2 separate regions of the Rattus norvegicus genome follow, and region 2 is linked to region 1. The links are chromatin contacts, called in public Hi-C maps. All regions are on one chromosome and are shown on one strand. Each heading gives the region's core, a stretch centred on a gene start, on an enhancer-like site or on the middle of the called end of the contact. The rest is flanking DNA. Distances are from core to core; before and after follow the strand shown.

The links. Hi-C and Micro-C count contacts between places; a contact is called where the count stands out from the background.
Region 2: a contact with region 1 is called in a Hi-C map of Schwann cells, with 3 times the contacts expected there. The contact joins the promoter of Nek9 here to the enhancer-like site in region 1. A contact is called at or near these places in 2 of 12 Hi-C or Micro-C datasets (the Rat2 cell line and Schwann cells).

The regions. Positions count from the first base shown.
Region 1 is chr6:110,677,671-110,684,772 of GRCr8, forward strand. Nek9 (NIMA-related kinase 9) reads right to left here. Exons shown (of 22, transcript NM_001106747.2): 19 at 6,091-6,299; 20 at 3,253-3,414; 21 at 1,376-1,582. Among named protein-coding and RNA genes, the nearest start is that of Zc2hc1c, 18 kb to the left of the region's middle. Within about 2 kb of position 3,286, at least 9 of the 93 cell types and tissues checked have an H3K27ac peak or open chromatin away from gene starts, as enhancers often do.
Region 2 is chr6:110,713,163-110,720,264 of GRCr8, forward strand. It overlaps Nek9 (NIMA-related kinase 9), which reads right to left and starts at 2,424. Exons shown (of 22, transcript NM_001106747.2): 1 at 2,038-2,424. The coding sequence starts at 2,253. LOC102549675 (a long non-coding RNA gene) reads left to right here and starts at 2,471. Exons shown (of 3, transcript XR_010052290.1): 1 at 2,471-2,610; 2 at 2,845-7,026.

The DNA of each region.
Region 1 (7,102 bases), core at 2,036-4,535:
AACAGTATCTTTACACTTAGGCAATAGAGTAACTAGTTGTTCTGGTTTGCCCGGGTCTACAGTGTTTGGGGGATGTAGTATGAAAAGTGAAATGGCCGGGGGTCTTAGTGCACACTTTTAATTCCAGCATGCAGGAGGCAGAAGCAGGAGGGTTGTCTCCATGAGTTGGAAGCCACTCTACATAGTGAGTTCTAGACAAGCCAGGGATACCAAGTGAGAGATCCTGTCTCAAAAACAAAAATAAAAAACCAACCAACCAACCCACCTCACCAGTCCTGGATAAAACAATCCTGATGCCTGCTACAGCTGCCAGTGTAACCTTCTGAAGTATTTCACAAATATTGTTTCTCCTAATCTTCAAAACAACATTACACAGTAGGTTGTATTCACAAAGTAAAGTCTGAACTCACATCCGGGGTAAATGGCAAAGCCAAGGAATGACTCTTCCCTCCCTTCTAGCTGAGTCGAGATGAAGTGATACCAAGAAGCAGCATATGCAAAATATTCCCAAAATACTTAACCTGAACCCAATAAAGCGGTAATTCTAACTTCTAGTTTTCAGAAAGAGCATGTGTGTGCTCATGCCACTGAGTGTGCAGGCAGAAGGACATCTGCTGGGAGGGGATACTTTCCTCCCATTGTTGGTTCTGGGGATTGAACTCAGACGGTCAGGTTTATGTGGCAAGTGTTTTTCTTAGCTGAGCCTTAAGCTGAGCCCAACCTCAAACCATTTTTTAGAATCTACTTTAAAATGGCTCAGCAAGGGCTAGGGATGTAGCTCAGCATCAAGCATTTGCCTACCAGTGTAAGACATTGGGCTCAATCTCCACTGTTGCACACATACAAATGAAATGGTTAAGATTAAGAATGGACTGGGGCAGTGGTGGGCACATCTTTAACCCCAGCATTCAGGAGGCAGAGGCAGGTGGATCTCCCAAGTTTGAGCTCAGCCTGGTCTACTCAAAAAGTTCCAGGAAAGCCAGCAACACAAAAACCCTGTTTCAAAACAAAACAACCAACCAACAAAAGATAATACAAGAATGTATACATACCTACCAAATAGAGAAACACGTGAGTTATTACTGAGCCTCCATGGTAGGCATACCATGCTCATTATGACCTTTAAACATTTTCACAATCAAAGTGGGAAAGCCAGACGATTTGTAACAGAAAACAATGGAAGTTAGGTGTTAAAAATGGTAAGCCCAGGTACCTGAACTAGGTGGGTCCAAGGCTCCTGGAATCAAGTGCCAAGTCCCATCTTTGAGAGACAGGGAATCACAAAAGGCTAAGTCTAGTTCGCACCTCATGGCTTGTTTCTGTGACCTTTGAAAGCAGGTTTAGAATTCAATTACTCTCTAATGAGTGCTCTCACCTGCTGGCCTCCTTCCAGTCTCTTGTTGAGCTTTTGGAGCTGAGTAACAATCTGGAGGTTTTCTTGCTGGAGCTTCTGCTGCTCATCCAGACACTTTAACACCAGGCCCTGCAGCCTCTCAACCTCCACTTGCAGAGCACTGCATGCACAGGCAGGAGAGGTCAATGCTTTCCCAACACACGGCACTGCAGGATTCAGCCGGGGGGGCTAGGGACAAGGAGATAATGCAGAGGATGTGCCACGGCTCCCCAGTACAGACAGCTTTTCCGTTAACCAGCACAGTAATACAAAAATACACAAAAATAGGTGCAAATGAAGCAAAAGCATGCCTGGATTCCAGTGCACTCGGTACTGACAGGACAAGGGGCCCCCGTGCCTCGGGCTCACAGGACAGGCCCCGTGCCTCAGACCCATCAGGCTGCACGATCCCCTATTTGGGAGGATTTTTGAATGTTCCACTTTAGTGCTGAGGTGAAGAAGTTCTGATCACAGTGAGGTTCATAAAACGTAGATGGTCACACTGTGTCTGAGAGTCCAGAAGAGTTTGTGAAGAAAACCGACAAGACAATTTAGGAAGGCTAACACAGACAGGGAAATGCTCACTCTCAAGTTTTAAAGGCTTGGTTACCGCTCTCCTGGGAAGGCTTTCAGTTATTCTAGTTGGGATTTTTCTCCTGTATATACTTTTTAAAAAGAGCAGGTCAGAGCCAGGTGTGGAGAGGCAGAGGCAGTTGGATTTCTTGTGAGTTTGAGGCCAGCCTGGTGTACAAAGTGAATTCCAGGGCAGCCAGAGCCACACAGAGAAACCCTGCCTCTTAAAACCAAAGTAGAATAAAATAAAAATAGAATAAAAGCAGGCCAGCAAAAAACAGCCGACAGGTCAATGCTGGCCTACTTTGTAAATAAAACTTTATTGAAACATAGGCCCACTCATCCATTATGTATCACGGGTTGAACATCCCTAACTTGAAAATCCTAAATGCTCTTAAAACCAAACCTGTTTGAACACTGAAGTGATACCATGAGTGGAAAACATCACACCCAGGCTCATGAGATGGCCTGAGTTCAGAACAGGTCTATTAAAATATGACACAAAACAACCTCCAATCACAAGATGGCCTACAAGCTATGTTTACATATCATTATGTATATGCAGATATCCCAAAATCCACCAAAACATGAGATTTAAGACTTCTGGGTCCCAATCATTTGGATAAGAGATAATCTGTATCTGTGACTGCTTTTGTGCTATGGGATCAGAGTTGTAGTGGCAAAGGATTTGTGTAACCCAAAGTCACGTAATAATGTTGTGGCTTCTCTAGAAATGTGATGTTCTCTGCTTTAGTTACTGATTTATGGTTTCATTTCTACCAAGGTTGGCTGTAGATGTGCTGTTCTTTCAGTAGACTCCAGGCATTACTCCTTACACACAGCTCAACAACTCATGGTGCCATCCAAACTGAGTCTGGATGCTGGGAACGTGGCTATCTGTGAAACCTTCTTAGCATGTACAGATCTCTGGGTTGGACCCCACACTGCATAACTGGAAATATGGCACATGCTTATATCACTTTTGGGGAGATGGAGGCAGGAGAAACAGGGAAGTTAAAGGTCACCCTTCATCCTTGGCTGAGCTACAGAAACAAACCATCACAACACAACAAAAAGACCATTTGGAAATTATGGTTCAGTTTGGTACTCCTGAGGAAGAGAGGAAGAAATGATCCTCTGGTGCCGTAAGGTAGAGTGGCTCTTAGAACTACCAAGAGACAGTGTAGCACGAGGCCAGAAAGCAAGAGGACGCGATGAAGCCCGGAGACCTAAGAACTCATAGCCCACTGCCTACCAAGCTGAGGTTACAGAATTAGCTCAGTTACCCAGGCTCCTACTGCAGGCTGGTGTTCCGGAGGGACTTCAGATGCGACTTTGAGTCCTTGCAGCTCTTCATAGGGTAGAGTGTCCTTCTCAGATTGTGAAAATGCTGCACTTAGGGGAGTTGGGCTGTCAGGCATGGGGATGAACTCAGCATTTTCCAGCTCCTAGGCATACAAGAAAGAATTTCAACAGTTTGCTGCAGCAAGTTCCTTTCTCCCACGTTCCCTGCAGCTTTCACTTTCACTCTGCTGTGACAGCAGCACCCTCTAGTGGGACAGAATGGTGGTGGACCACATATATTGCCTAACCTGGAACCAAACTGCTGTCCCTTCAGTGATGCAAACTCAAGTTCAACAACAGTTGCTATCTGGTTTATTTTCCCAACACAATTCTACACACACTATCTGCTGGTGAGGAGGCCTGAAGGCAAGGCACTGAGGCCCCCTGCCAGGCTGCTAGAGGCTGAGGCTGGAGGTGTGCTGCTTCCTCTGTTCTCCATCCTCAGTTAAGTCCTAACGGATGAAGAGCTTTCAATATGTAGACCACTACCACCCCTTTTTTGTAAAAAATTAAAAATTCCACCATGTGTAGAGACACGAGCCTTTAATCACAGTACTTAGGAGGCAGAGGCTTTGAGTCTGGAGCCAGACTGACGTACACAGTGAGCTCCAGGCCAGCCAGCAGGGGATCCATAACTGCAAATGTTGTTGGCCATGCACACATGCTAGTGACTGGGTCAAGAAGAATATACCAAGAGGTGGGTTAAAGGCACCAATCAAATCTGGCAATTTCATCACTCCGAGAAATAACCACTATTATAGTGGCACCTAGTGTAGTCTTCCACATTCTTCTATGCAATGTATTGTCTGAAAAAATAAGGTCTTGCTGACAGAAACTCAATCTTTTCATATAAAATAGTTTACTTTTTAAACTTTTTGTACCTTACCTTCAATATACTATATTTCTATTGTAAGGCATTTCACCTGCTCAAAATTTTAGTTCTATGAAGTGAAAGGTCAGCAGTGAGCTGGATCTTAGCACAAGTACACTGCAAAAACATGCCTTCAACTCCGTTTAAACTCTTTCTGTATTTTATCCTTAGGAAGTGTCCACAGCAGTTCATTCCTTAGCACTTTAAAGCTGTCTGTGCAGTGCTCCCCTCCCTGTAGTGATGCCTACTCCAAACCACAGGCTACCCAAAGGCTCAGTGCCAGGAATGCGCTACCTCTTTAGGAGTTGGCAAGTGAGGGCCCACAGACCCCAAGCAGTGCAGGCTGTGGCCAGTATTCTTGTTATCCTCTAGAACGTGATAGTAAAACCCTACACTCACTAGAGACAGAGGCAGGAAGCTCTGTGAGTTCAGTGCCAGCCTGACCTACATAGTGAGTCCTAGGACAGCCAGGGGTACAAGTAAGACCTTGTATTTAAAACAAAGCAAAACAAACCCTATTGCTGAAGACATCACACAGTTGAGTTATAAAACAGAGAAAGCAAGCTGATACTCTTTTTGAAGTCTTTTCACAACTGGCAAGTGTTCACACCACTGAAAGTCACCACTACAGATACCACCACCAGAGAGAAAATGTAATCATGTGGGTGTGCGAGTCCTTCAAACTAGAACAACAGCCTGGCAAGACATGCTGACTGCTGCACAGAGGTGTGGGTATTACTGGAGCGAGTAACCACTGTCCGACTGAATTTAAGGTCTGCTTCACAGTTGAGTCCCTTATCTGGCATTGTTACTGGGGCCACAAACACAGCACGACAGGTCATAGGCCCTAGGGGAGCACCTACCACTATTACTCTGTTAAATGGGCACAGTATTAAACTGGCCCCTCATGACCTACTGCTGTGCTCACAGATGGCCATGTCTTTTAACCTTCCTCAGAGAAGCTGCTTTTGGCAGTGTTTAGTGATTCACAGAGACCTGCACAACTGGTAATGGAGCAGACAATGAGACCGAAGAGTTCATAGCTCTAAAGAGGATCTGAGAATCATATCCTGTCATCCCAAGGCTCGGGGATCACTGTGGAAGAGGAGGCAGGACTATAGGAGCCAGAGGCTCTAGAGGACTCTGAGAATGAACAGGCGTTCCCTAGACACGGAAGGCCAGTTGCATATTAAGTTCACAGCAATTGTGATGGCATGCCTAAGACCTGGGCAAACTCAAGCCCAAGCAAATCCCAGCCCCAGATGAAGAGTGGAAGTGGGAATAAAATCCCACTCCTAGCTAAGGACTTAATTGGCAACTGCTAGTTGTTAGGAGAGGAAGAATCAGTCTTCTGAAAGGTGGGCTCCTAGTAGGTTAACTATACTCCAGTGGAAGGACATATATCCAAGAGATATGGGCAGCACAAACTACTCAAAGGGCCTAAAAAAAAGAAGGGGGCAGATAAAGCTGGGTTCTTTGGGAGGGGAATGGATATAAAAGAGTTGGAGGGAGGAATTAAATACGATGAAAATAGAAATGCACAAAATTTTCAAAGAACTAATAAAAAATGAAAAAAACCTTTCACAATAGGTTATAAAAACAAAAAGATGTTATATGCATTTACTTTACTTTAATATGCAGGCATGACAGAGCTAGGCCACTGATGGCCTGTGCCTTTAGTCCCAGCACTTGGGAAACAGAGACAAGTGGGAGTCTGTGAGTTCTAAGCCAGCCAGGGATACAAACTGAGACCTAGTTTTAAAATAAAATATAGACATCTTCTTCGCAGGTGGGACGGTGAAGCCTTGACTCCTGTCTAAATTAGTAGGGCACAAGAAAGTGAGACCTTGGCAGTCCTTACTGGCTCCTGCTACAGGCTTAGCTGAAGTATCTGTTCCAAGGGAATTACCTTCCGAAGCCAGCCAGGACAGGAGCTGCTAGCCCCACAACTGTTTCCCACAGCCTCTGTGGGGCTGATTAAACCTTCCATTCCACGGTCTGCTTCCATTGTTCCTCGGAAACCTCCACTTGGATCTGGAGTTTCAGATTCCTGCTGACTATCTTCCTCTTCACCCCCGCCACCACCAATGCGGCCGCCTGGGCTGGAGCTCTGAACCACTGGTGGGTGTGGAGCACAGGAAAGAAAGAGCTTCGTTAGGCCACAAAGAGAGTCACCGCCTGACACCTCACTTATTCCCACAAAAGTTTTTACATAGCATTTAAATTTATAAAAAATATTCTAAAAGGATTTTTAAAATTTTATGTGTGTGGGTGGTTTTGGCTATGTGTATGTCTAGGTGCCATGCACATGCACGCCCTTGGACGTCAGAAGAGGGCGTCAGATCTTCTGGAACTAGAGTCGCAGATGCTTGTCAGCAGCCATTTGAGTGCTAGGAACCAAACCCCAGTTCTCTGTAAAATCCACAGGTCCTCTTAACTGCTGAACTGTCTTTCCAGCTCTGCATTAGATTAAAAGTTATTACATAGATTTATGTATTATGTGTATGCATGTGGGCATGTGTGTGCCACACTGTCCATGTAGAGGTCAGAAGACCATCTACAGAGGTTAATTCTCTTTTTCTACCACGTGAGTCCCAGGACTGAACTCAGGTTGTCATGATGGCAGTATAAGCCTTTCCTCCGTGAGCATCTTACAGGCCTACACTTCTACTCCATCTACTCTACCTACCTACCTGCCTGCCTGCCTGCCTGCCTGCCTGCCTACCTACTTACCTACCTACCTACCTACCTACCTACCTACCTACCTACCTACCTACCTGCTTACCTACCTGCTTATTTTGGTTTTTCGAGACAAGGTTTCTTTGTGTAGCCCTAGCTGTCCTGGAACGTGCTCTGAAGATCAGGCTGGCCTCTCAAACTCATAGAAATCCACCTGCCTCTGTCTCCCAAGTGTTGGAATT
Region 2 (7,102 bases), core at 1,174-3,673, 35 kb after region 1:
AAATCTGAAAACTTGAATTTGAACCTCAGAATTGGCACAGTGGAAGAACTGACTACCACACACATACACAAAATAAAAAAATATAGAAAAAAATCAAAACACTACTTTGTTGCTGCCCTTAATTTGCACAGTCTTAGTTTCAGGTATTAGTATTAGATAAGACCTGACTTCAGGGATTCTGTTGAGGGATGTTGGAGGTCCCTAGTAATAATGGGGCCTGTGGCAGAGCTGGAATTTGAGGAAGACAGAAGTACACAGCAGCATCTCCATCTGACAATAGGTCCTTATAAAATCCAAGTATTATATACCTGTCTGATTTCATAAACTTAATTTTCATCTACTCTTTCTGAATAAGACACCCCCCCCACACACACACACAGCTTTTCTAATCCTTGTAAGTTGCAGTCACTTCCATGCAGACTGACCTAACCTTTACTTCATTTTGGGATACTTCTCATTCTTTAGCTACTGCTTCCTAGCCTACCAGCACCCATGTTAACATTCCTTTAGAATACCTCAGCAAGGCCTTTCAAAGTTTCTTTTGAAAACTTCAAACTTTTTACCAAACACGTAAATACGGCTCATTCTCAGTCCCTGCACACGGCAAGCACTCAGTCCTTTTTTCTCCTTTGGATATCCACACCTGAGACCGTTACTAACATGACTGGCCTTCGGCTGAACTATAACCTAGAAGAAAGGGTTGTTTCTAAAAAGCTTTGCAAGTTCATCTTATAAATACCATGTGACAGAGATAACGTCATACAGTTCTGAGAAGTGTGATAAAATTAACTCAAAGCTAGTAATCAAGTTTAACGTGATACATAAGACAGAGATAGGAAACTGGTGCGCAAACCTTGAGTGAGTGTGCCACTTAAATATACTGACTTAAAAGCTAGGAAATAGTAGTGACACTCATCTTTGGCCACAAATAAGAACACAGACTACTACAGATGAGAGTGCCCACTAATGGGTTCCTAAAATAGAAAAGAACACAAAAATATTTTCTTGTAACTACTTTCCTTCCACCTTTCAGTCTTAGATATATGCTGGGGGCTTGGGCTATGGCTCAGTGGTAGAACGCCTTCTGAGCATTGATTGGTAGAGCCTGTCTTATCCCCAGTACAAAAAGTGCTGGCTGGGAGCAGACACTAACTAGAATTGCAGGTGCATGAATCACCTTCTGCAGCCTCAGCAAGTTCTCATTAAATGTTTACCCTAAAGCTAGAGCTTTAAGCTGTAGAGATTAAACCCAAATTATGGTTAGTTTGGGGGAAGAGAATCATTACTACAGGATTTTAAATCATTAAATTCTTAATTTCGGAGCCAGTGATCCATGGGTCTTTCCAAAGAACTTATACAAGAAGGTGGGAAAAATAACAAGCTTCCCTGGGTTCTTAAAGAAAGGGGTCTCTGTTTCCCCAGAACTAACTACACCAATAAAGTATTTGTCTTACATAATCACTGAATGAAAAGCAAGGAGAAAGCACACAAGCAAAAAACAAGACACAATGATTTTTCTGGTGATCAAGGAAATCCTCCAACTCAGTGATCGTTTATGAAAAAGAAATAACAACAGAACTAGCAGAGTGTGTTGTAAGTGCCAGTGTGGCTATCTGGGAGCACACACCAACTCTCCATCCCGACACTGAACAGCTGTATGAAAGGAAGTGAGCTTTTATATATAGACTGTTCTCAATCTGCAAAGCACCTTCGTTTGGATCTCAAAATAACCTTTAAAGTGTAAAGTGGTTTTTTGGGGGTGACATGGGTGGGAGAAGATAGTTATCGCTAAGTCCAATTACAAACGGGAAAACGAAAATTCAAAAGACCGCTCAGTGAGTGACTCGCTTAGTTCGCCGTGATAGCAGTGATCAAACCCATTTCCTAAAGTAGGTGAAGCGAAAGCGCGGTGGGGCCCGAGACATAAGCCTCAGGGGACGCCTGAATAGAGGGCTCCGAGCAAGCAGTGCTAGAAAGCAAGGCCGGGAAGGAGGGAGCGGGGAGGCCCGGCAAGCGTCCGGAGCTGAGGGCCGCTACCTCGGTGCGGCGGTATAGCGTGGCCTCCCCAAAGGCGCCGCGGCCCAGGACGCGGATGGGGATGTAGTGCAGCTCCTCCTGCTCCGCCGCACCGCCGGCTCGCGGCCCCGGGCTAGCGCTGGGCCCCGAGCCCGAGTCCCCGCCACCCCCGGACTCGCTTCCGAAGTCCGAGTTGATGGAATCGCAGTGTCGCTCATACTCGCCCAGCACGGACATGGCGGAGGCCGCAGCTCGGCGTGAGCCGCCTGCGTATCCACGGCGGGCAGTTGCCGGCCGCGTAGCGCCTCACTGGCCTCAGACGTAAGCCACCGGCTTAGGCAACACTGCGGCCCAGTGAGCTTCCATGGTGGCTCCTGCCCCCTCACCCGGAAGCAGTTCTCGGTATTTCCGGCTCGTTGGGGTTTTTCCTCCGCCTTCTCTTGCCCACTTGTTACAAATGAGTCCCGTACACTCTAAGGCATCGCTGACTTTGGCACCTGTGAGTGTCGTGGACGCCGAAGAGCGACCACAGCAGACCGCTCCCTTACCAGCTCTCCAGACGACGTTAGACTTTGGAGGTGGTCCTGGCGTCAAGTTAGTACCAAAAGCTGTGACTGTGCTAGCAATCACTTGACTTGTGGGGCAGGGCTCTTGTTTGTAGAGATACTGTCATAAAGATAATGGAGCAAGCTGAAAACATTTAACTTCTGACATCTCATTCAGTAGGTTAGGATCTTTCTCCTAGGACCACCATAGGTCCCCTCTTCACAACTTGTAAAATACTTAATCCTACTTGATGCCATTCTCTCCTCCCTTCTCATCTTCCAGAATCGGCATAAAGCATTCCTGAAACATCAGGTGCCGGACATACACGGTATTTGAGAACAGAGAATGGACACCAAGAGAATTGCAATACAGTAAATACAGCTGCTTTATTATGTTATCTTAACCTCATAACTATTGTGAGCTTTAACAATTCCCCCCCCCTTCTTCTCATAACTACTGTGAGCTTTAACAATTCCTCCTCCTCCTTCCTCTTCCTCTTCCCCCTCCTCCTCCTTCTTTTTCTTCTTCTTCTTCCTCCTCCTCCTCTTCCTCTTCCTCCTCCTCCTCCTCTTCTTCTTTGTCGTCTATAAAGTTGCAGGACTATGACCACCACAGGGGTGCCCAGGTGGGGACTATGCTAAAGAGTTTTGTTTTATTTGAAAATTATGGCCCCAAATCCTCACAATACTATGAACACAGGGTTTCTGTGTCTGTTGGGGTGGGGTGTGGATTGTTTTACGTGATACAGCTAGTTAGGAGGAGCTTGAGAATCAAACCCTGCAGTCTGGTCCCAGAGTTAGGAAAAGGCAGGGTGTGATGAAACTAAGGGGTTATGGGGCTGGCACCGTTGCGCTTGTTGGGTAGAAGCAGGAAGTACCCTTTGTGGGTTGTACAGTTTGGTGTTTCCTGTGGACGGTGGAAAACTAAAGTAAAGGACTATGTGATTAGGGCCCTATGTTCCAGGAGAGAGAGAGAGAGAGAGAGAGAGAGAGAGAGAGAGAGAGAGAGAGAGAGAGAGAGAGAGAGAGAGCTTTCGTGCGTGTTTTAATCATTGTGTGTATAGATGGGGTGGGGTGGGGTTGTGCTTCCAAGACACGTATGCGGTGATCAGAGGATAATTTTGCAGTTTCTTTCTTTCCACCACAGGTTCTGCGGATTGACTATAAATTGTCAGATTTGCATGACAAGAACCTTTACCCACAGAGCCATTTTCCTGGCTCTCAATGCTCTCAGTCTTCTGAGGAAATCTGCTTAAGCTTGCTTTCTCTAGGGTAGTGACTAAAACATCCTTTTGCTTAAGTGCCCAGCCCAGTTATTACTTTGGTCACCTTAGGGTAAGACCTAATTTCTGTTTACAAAGGACTCAGAAAGCCGAGTGGAGAACAAAGACGGGTGGCGAGATGATCAGTTAGGCGGCAATTTCTGTTCTAAGAGGTAAAGTCACTGAGTGAAGAGGTTCAGATTTCAGAAATCCATCCGAGGGACATTTAGGCTTGGTGATCAGGTGGAATGTGGTAAGGTAGATGCAGGAACTCTGGGAGTTCAGTCTAGGTTAGCTAAGAAGACCTCACACACAGGAAGAAGACAAGATTGGTGTGATGTGAGGGTTGAGTTCATACTCCACACCTCATCGGTGTTCCGTTTAACATGGGGTGATACTTCACACCGCATCTGGACAGTAGACCACAAGAGATTTCTGTTGCCTGAGTCTATCTGGACCCAGTGTTTACATTAGTAATGATAGTCTGCTTGTATGATGCACACATTGAACTAAATCTCTTTTTCACATCCAGTCCAAACTAAGCCAGGCCTCCCAACCTGTTACCATTGCTGTTTTAAGGATACTTATCTATCACATTTTGATGTATTCGGCTTTATTGCTATTTCTACTCGTTAGAATGTCAGCCTCATTACTATGTATCATCGGTACCCAGAAACGTGTGCGGCCTAACAGTAGAGACTTAAAAAGGGGTGGGGAGCTGTTGGTTGTTGAGTGACTATCAGTTTGTTACCCACAAGTATGTCACACTTCCTGACAGAATGCCTGTTCACTAATGTTGATTTCTGAGTGCCCTAGATGATACAAATCTTTCTGATTTTGAGCTCTCTCACTTAACAAGCACAGGTAGTACCTTCTTCGTGGGCCAGGTGCTGGATTACAACACAGAATAAACATGGGTCCTACCCTCATGGAGTTTAGTCTTCCAAAGAACAGGAAATAACAAGGCAGTAATAATTTTGGGTAAGTAAGCACTTTTAAAAGTTCAAGGTTCCCAAAAGGCATTTAGAAGGTGTGGATAGAAGGGGAACTTGCTGGCCATGGTTCTCAGGAATACCCAAATGAAAGTGTTAACAGCGATGAGAAGGCACTTCGAGAGTAAAGTTGCCTCTTATTTATCTGGGCACAGTAGATTTTAGCTAAACTACTCTGTGAAAGAGAATAGGAAGTCATTATATATTTGACCTGAAATGATGGGGGAAATCAGATTACTTAAAATTATAAGCATCCACTTTCAGTCTAAGAAATTAAGTCTTGCTGAAGTCTAACAATTCATCTTCCTGCTCCTTTTGCATTGAAGAACTATTTAGCATGTTTAACCTGACTGCCTTAGTTATATTGCTTGTATATCTTAAGTTTAATTAGTGGAATGTCCTTTTGCATCATCTTAGAGCATACAGAAAGTTCACACCAAATTCATTAGAGTGAACTAAAACTAATCTTAACTTTTTGAGACAAAACTTTCATTGCAACCCAAGCTGGCCTGGAACTATGTAGCATAGGCTTAGCCTCAAATTCACAACACACTTCCTGCTTCAGCCACCCAAGTGCTAGGACTGCAGGTGTCAGTCACATGCCTAGCCAAAAACTAATCTGTAAATGCCCATAAATCTTAAGATCCTCAACGTTTATTTTAAAGGCCTTTGGTCAAAACAGACCATTTTCATATTTTAACAATTGAACAATGTGCTATGTTGCCAATTTCTAATTTGTGAACGGCAAACCACCAGGGCCCATAAAATTACTGGAAAAATTTGGTCACTAAAGGGCAAAGTCTACACTTCCACTGTCTGCTATTAGAGCCACTAACTCCAAGCAACACTGAACACTTACACTGTACGTATAGATGCACACTGGACTTCAAAGGTTTTCTATTAAAATAGGAAACATGAATCATTTTTATTTCGATGACATGGCAATAATATTTATAACATTCTAATTAAATACACTGCTGATATTAATTCTACTTGTTTGACTTGTTTGTGACACTGCAACATTTTAAAATATGTACATGGCTCATCTATGGGAGGACATCACCAAACAGAGTACTTTATAAGGTATGTAAATGTAAATATGCCATTATTTTATTGAAACAAATTTATTTCTAAGTTTTTTAAAGATTCTTTTTATTTCATACATATGTGTGTATCCACAGCATGCGTATTCCTGATGCCCATAGAGCTCAGAAGAAGGCATTCCTGGAACTAGAATTACAGTGTAGGTACTAGGAGCCCAACATTTAATAATGCTCTTCTCCAAGAGCAGCAGCAAGTGCTTTTTACCACTAAGCCATCTCTCCAGTCCCTATTTATCAGTTTTGCTGATCTATGATCTCTAAAGCATTGGTGAGAAAACACCTTGGTATGTATGTGTATGTATGCATATAGACGTTACAGGTCAGCCTATGTGTCATTCCTCAGGAGGCATCCATCTTGGTTTTTTTGAGAGTCTTTGACCAAGTCCTGAAGCTCAGTGATTAGGCTGGCCAAAGAGCCCCGAGGATCCGCCTGTCTCTGCCTTTCCAGTACTGGGATTATACGCACAGGCCACCTCATAATCACATGCACAGCTTCTTTTTTTTTTTTTTTTTCTTTTTCTTTTTTTCGGAGCTGGGGACCGAACCCAGGGCCTTGCGTTTGCTAGGCAAGCGCTCTACCACTGAGCTAAATCCCCAACCCCCACATGCACAGCTTCTTAGATGAATGCTAAGAATCAAACTCAGGGTTCATGATTCTGTGTCATGACTTAGCTTCTCAGCTCCCATAAAGCATTTTTGGATGTTAAAATATACTTGGCCAGGTGTGGTGGTTCATCCTTCCAAACACAATTCTTGGACGATTGAGGCAAGGGGACTGCTATGAGTTTGAGGCCAGTCTGGCCTACACAAAGATTCTGTCTTAAACAAACAAACAAAAAACCAACAAAACAAAACACTGTAAACCATGCTAAAAAAGATTCACAGTAGGCTATGGATTTACTAATAAACTATGTATGAGTAGACAGCTAGGGATCTATAGAACACTTCATGTTGGCTTTTAGAAAGAAGATTCATGGGGAAATGGAGAGATGGCTCAGCAATTAAGAACACTTGCTGCGTTTCCAGAGGACCAGGTTTGATTACCACGGCAGCTCACAACTATAACTCCAGTCCCAGGGGATCTGACGCAGTCTTATGGTTTTCCCAGGTGTGTACAGACATATATGCAGGCAAAACACCCATAAACATAAAAAGAAATAAAAACTTAAAAAGGAATACTCATG